Regions from separate parts of the Mus musculus genome. Here region 2 is linked to region 1. Evidence: chromatin contacts called from public promoter capture Hi-C data. All regions are on one chromosome and are shown on one strand. Each heading gives the region's core, a stretch centred on a gene start, on an enhancer-like site or on the middle of the called end of the contact. The rest is flanking DNA. Distances are from core to core; before and after follow the strand shown. Region 1 holds the start of Avl9 (AVL9 cell migration associated). Region 2 overlaps Kbtbd2 (kelch repeat and BTB (POZ) domain containing 2).

Region 1 (2,777 bases), core at 179-2,678:
CAACAACCACCATTACCACCACCACCTGGCCATCCTGAACAGGTGTGCTTGTTCCTGCGGTTTTTTTGGACTATGACCCTTATCATCATCATCATCATCATCATCATCATCATCATCATCATCATCATTTATTGTCCTTGTTGTTGTCGTCATTTTTCGAGACAGGGATTCTGTGTAGCCCTGGCTGTCCTGGAACTTGCTCTGTAGGCTAGGCTGGCCTCAAACTCAGACATCTGCCTGCCTCTGGAGTACTTAGGTTAAAGGTGTGTACTTCCAAGCCTCGACTAATTTTAAAGTTATAAAGCTTTACGGGGTCATTTTACTTTGTGAACACATTTCTCTCTCTCTCTCGATTTATTTTATTTATATGAGTCCTCTGTAGCTGTCTTCAGACACACCAGAAGAGAGCATCAGATCCCATTACAGATGATCCATTACATACCATGTGGTTGGCTGGTGGGAATTTAACTCAGGACCTCTGGAAGAGCAGTCGGTATTCTTAACCGCTGAGCCATCTCTCCAGCCCTGTGAGCACATTTCTAACACTATGTAACCCACAGTTGGCTTGAAATTTGCAAACCTCTTACTTCAGCCCCTCAAGTTGTGGCATTACACACTTGCATAAAAGAAACTGTACGTATAAAAATTAAATGAAAAAAAAATCTAGCCGGGCGTGGTGGCGCACGCCTTTAATCCCAGCACTCGGGAGGCAGAGGCAGGCGGATTTCTGAGTTCGAGGCTAGCCTGGTCTACAGAGTGAGTTCCAGGACAGCCAGGGCTACAAGAGAAACCCTGTCTCAAAAAACCAAAAAAAAAAAAAAAAAAAAAAAAAAATTCTAGAGTGAAAGTAAAAAAAATTTTGAGTAAGCAAGAAACTTAACTTCAACGTTGAATACATGAGATACCAAACCTCATGAATATGTCTTCTTGCTAAACATTTAAAAATCAAGACTGAGAGATCCCACGGAAGATTTAAAGAGTGAAGAGGAAATACGTTTATAAATAAGTAAAACTGGTAAAAAGGAGGAGTAACGATATTTCATGAAGGAAAAATAGATTTTAGAAGGAAGTGATTTGACAAAGATCGTAGGGAGAAAGGAGCAGGTTTAAGAGTCAGCCAAATCAACCCCCTGTGCACACCACTTCACCACTGCACAGGGTCTGTGTCTGTCTGCCCTACCTTGCCCTGCCCCGCCCCGTCCAGCTCCGCCCCGCCCCACCGGTCGTGTAGGCCGCGCCTTCAGCTGGGGGTCCTCTTCCTTCAGGCCAGCTCTCGAGCAGGCCCCGCCTCTCCTGTTATACAGCCCCTCCCCTCTCCGCCTCCTTTTCCTTTAGACCCGCCCCCTGATCAGGCTCCGCCCATGCCGCCTCAGACCCAGCCGGGACAGGGGCCTCAGGGTACCGCCCCGCGCTGCCGGAGGCGGCTGTAGCGTCAGGTGACAGCCCGGAAGCTGCGGAAGCGGATGAAGCAGAGAGGTGGAGGCCCGGTGGGGCTCCGCGGAGGTGAGGGAGCTGGTCGGCGGCCCCGGAGCTCGTGGCGCAGCGCGTATGCGGCGCTCAGGCTGACATCCGAAGGCTGCCGCTCTGGGTCGTGCGGCCGGGCCTCGGCGTTTGGAGTCGCGGCGGGGGCCTCCGGCGAGCGTCCATGGAGAAGTCTGGGCGTGAGAGTGACGGCGCCCCCTGCGGGCCTGTCCTGCACATCGTGGTGGTCGGCTTTCACCACAAGAAGGGCTGCCAGGTGAGGACCGGCCCGCGCCTTCTCGGCGCCCCGCGGCCTTCCTCGCGGTGTGCCTCCGGGGACTGCGCGACGAGCCGCGGGGGTTCGGGTTTAGCGGAAGAATGACGGGCGAGCCTTGTGTTCCCTGTCAGTCTCCACCAACCTGCTGGGTGTCTACCCATAAAGGAGCTCTTGAGGAAAACTCGGTGTTTGGACGCCGGCACGTTACGAGCTGTGGGTTTCCACACGAATGCTCAAGTAGACTGACGCACTTGTAAGCTCCGCTCGGCTTCCTTTGTTTATCTCTTGCGAGCCTTGGAATCTGTAGTTTGGGGTTAGCGACCGGCCCCGCCCCCTTCTCTTTGTGCCATTTCAGATTTGATCCGGCCCAGAGCTATTCTTTTGGTTAGGTTAGCCCTCCAAATCGCTTGCAGTAAGTAAAAATGTAATTTGTCAAACAGATAGTGCAAATGGAGCCAGCTTCTTAAATGACTCTTCACCCTACCGTCTGAACCGAGCGTTTGCTTTGTGTTGAAGGCAAAGGAGCAAAATAGAATAGGTTTGTTTAGCCTAAACAAACACTGGAAGCCAATGATGTCATAATGTGCTAGTGAATATATATATTGAATACTTAAGGTGTTGAAAAAAACGGATTGCTTCTAGCAGAAAACGAAGCACTTGGTTTCTTTTCTTTCACAGAGAATGTAACATTAGATTTATTTACAGAAGTTCAGTTAGTTAGAAGATAACAAAAGTAGTGAAGGGAGTGGAGAAGTGATAGCTGCGAGTGTGTGTGTCAGTGTACAGGTGTGTGTCGACTGTTACCTTCAATCTAGGTGTGGTGGCACATGGCATACATCCAGCAAATGGGAGGCTTGGGGCAAGAGAATTATCTTAAATTAGACAGGGTACTTAGACCCTGCCTCAAAAAAATAGACTATTATTTTAAGATGTTATATTCGCTTATCCTCAGAAAGATATGGAATAACACTAAAGAGAGAGTAACACTATTGTGTATGATATTAAGAAGTTTTTTTAGTACTTCCTGATTACAGCCTTT
Region 2 (2,777 bases), core at 130-2,629, 65 kb after region 1:
TGGTCTGCAAAGTGAGTTCCAGGGCAGCCAGGGCTATACAAAGAAACCCTGTCTCGGAAAAAAACAAAAAACAAAAAAACCAAAAACAAGATAAACAAACAAAAAAATTTTCTAAAAAAAGTGAAGTTCTGGACTGTACATACACAGGGCTAACAATGTTAGATAATCCAGACTCTTATGCTCACATGATACATTTAAAGTTTCTCAGTTATCAAATAACCTATTTCATATTACAGAAGCATATCTTTCTGTATGACACACTGATATATATTATACTGATGCAAATATTAAGTAGGGCATAAAAATAAAATGTATCAAAGATAGATTTTTATGTACTCATACTCTCCTTTTTTATCCTCTGGTTTAGCAAAGGATATCACAAGTTCAGCACGTGGCACTCCCTCAAGTCCCCTATACAGGCGGAAGTGCAACCATTTCCCCATCCAGTTCAAACTCCTCTGTTCCATCTGGTGAAAAAAGGTAAGTTGGTGGCTTCCATGGAGATTCTTCAAGACAGGATGGATAAAGTTTCCCCACAGTGCACCGAAAATCTCTCCCTAGGTCCCACAGTACACGTTCAGATATATGCTGCCGCAGAGACCACCGGTCAAGTTCCAAATCATACTGGTAGGTGACATACTTAGCTCGTTCATTTAAGTGGGTTTCTCGCATAAACACACAAAGAGAATTTGAGATCACAACAGCTCTAACACAGGGATCAGAATACCTTTTAGCAGGGATGTTGGCAGCCATCTTCCATTCATTTTTATTCACATCATAAATTTCCACAGTTACTGAAGACCCATCTACAGTGCCAGAGGGGAGTCTTATGCCAGAATTGGTAGCAATATGCAACCCTCCAATATAGAAAATTTTATCACCAAAAGCTGCAGCTGAAGCAAAAGATCTGCTAGTCTGCCTCATGGCCATTTCTACCCATGAGTCAGATCTTGGAAAGTAACAGTACATGAGGTTTAATGTCATCACATAGATGCAGTCGTGAACTACAACTGCTGCACTCCACTGCCATGCACAAGGCAAAGGGCTCACCATTGTCCACTCATCCTTCTCAGTGTCGTATCTTTCTACAGTCCTCCGGTTAAGTTCTCCACCAACACTATCTCCTCCGATTGCATAGATATAGCCTTCACAGCAAACCAAAGATGGCTTCACACGGACAAAAAGCATTGGTGTCTTTGGAAACCAGGTATTTTGTTGTGCATCAAACCAGTAAAAGCAATTCACAGTTCGGAAGGCAGTCTGCAGTTTACTTGTTTTACTGTGATTTGTTTTTGTGTTTTTCAAGGGCACTTGGCCCCCTGCTATGTAAATATCATTATCCGGAGTTACAACTGTCCCAACCTTATGCAAATCAGCGGGTGGGCTGCATAACTTGTAAACTTTTTCTGCCTGGGGGCTATAACAGACAGAAGAGTAAAGACTACAAGGGTTTTCTGAGGATGCTTCAATGAAAATCATCATTTCCTCCTTAGTCATCCCAAGTCTGGGTTTGAAGAACTTGGGCATAGACTTATAAAGACCCTGAACCACAACAGACTTATCGTTGGGTGGGAGACCTTGAAACCAAGCTCTTTGTGTGACTTCTGAAAGAGCATCAATTCTGATCTGGCTAAGAACTGAAGACAAATACTGGGATCGTGACTCTGTGTTGTACTCTAGCCAGAGCATGGCAGCCTCTCGCACGGTTTCCTCCTTTTCTACATTTAAGTTGTCGCTGCTGAGGATGTCTATGAGGAGGTCGTGGGACAGCTGCATGAAGGCTTCCTGGCGGTACACAGCCGTGAACTTGTGCTCCACCATCCTCTTTGCACTCTGCTTTAATTCTTCACAACTGAAGAGGTCAGCAAAACTCAGCAGCCGCACACAGTTCTCTGCATTAATTTTTTTAATTAAATATTCTCGGCAACGCTGTAACACATCTTCTACCTAAAAAAAGATGACACGTAGAAAAAAAAAGGTAAAAAGATGCTGAGATTTTGAACTCAGGACCCTGCACTGCGATCCATACTCCCAGCCTCCAGTTTACTTTTATCTACGATACCACAGGTTTCCCATAGCAGATGCTCCTGTACTGTCAAGTTTTATACGTTTGGGGTAAGAGACAAGTTCTTGCAATAACAAAATTAGACTTCTAGGCTATACAGTTTTCTATTTCTTACTCTTGCCCAATGGCCTATTTTACCTGTTCTATTTAGGCTGGATGAGTGGCACACACTGGTAATCTCAGATTTAAGGAGCTGTTTAAATTTTTTAACTGCCTTTCTACGGCTGGTTCCTGATTGTTTTTGTATACAGGTTCTCGTTACAGTAGCTGAGGCTGACCTTAAACTCCAATCCTTCACTCACTTCCACCTCCCACCCTCCCTCCTTTTCTCTTCTCTTTTCGAAACAGGGTTTCTCTGTGTAGCCCTGGCTGTCCTTGAACTCAGAAATCCGCCTGCCTCTGCTTCCCAAGTGCTGGGATCAAAGGCATGCGCCACTATGCCCGGCTCACTTCCACCTCTCAACTGCTGAGATTACGGCCTGGTGCTACCATGCCCAGCTGAAACAAGTTTCCAAAGTACTAAGTATTATTCCGAAACAGGAAAAAGATGGGAAAATACCCACATTCCCATTAAAATCAGAAAGGGAAATCTGAGAAATACAGACTAGAAAAGATAATCATACTAAAATGCATTAATCATCAATTTTACTTAACTGCTTAATAGCTCAATATAATTCCACAACCATTACAAATAATAAATCTTCCAAAAGAA

The links. Promoter capture Hi-C pulls out the DNA fragments that hold promoters and counts their contacts.
Region 2: a promoter capture Hi-C map of embryonic stem cells shows a contact between it and region 1, with 2.7 times the contacts expected there. The contact joins the enhancer-like site here to the promoter of Avl9 in region 1. A contact is called at or near these places in 17 of 39 promoter capture datasets (the 3T3-L1 cell line, the C10 cell line, the HPC-7 cell line and 14 more), 49 of 484 Hi-C or Micro-C datasets (the 3T3-L1 cell line, 3T3-L1-derived adipocytes, the AML12 cell line and 37 more), 11 of 115 datasets of contacts at active chromatin or transcription factors (the 230-238 cell line, CD8 T cells, the SCID.adh cell line and 4 more) and 4 of 9 other capture datasets (adipose tissue, embryonic stem cells, liver and 1 more).

What each region holds. Positions count from the first base shown.
Region 1 is chr6:56,713,477-56,716,253 of GRCm38.p6, forward strand. Avl9 (AVL9 cell migration associated) reads left to right here and starts at 1,429. Exons shown (of 16, transcript NM_030235.1): 1 at 1,429-1,738. The coding sequence starts at 1,646.
Region 2 is chr6:56,778,467-56,781,243 of GRCm38.p6, forward strand. Kbtbd2 (kelch repeat and BTB (POZ) domain containing 2) reads right to left here. Exons shown (of 4, transcript NM_001362210.1): 4 at 1-1,947. The coding sequence ends at 412. Among named protein-coding and RNA genes, the nearest start is that of Gm10209, 15 kb to the right of the region's middle. Within about 2 kb of position 1,380, at least 5 of the 459 cell types and tissues checked have an H3K27ac peak or open chromatin away from gene starts, as enhancers often do. A contact at or near this core is called in embryonic stem cells, where this site is marked.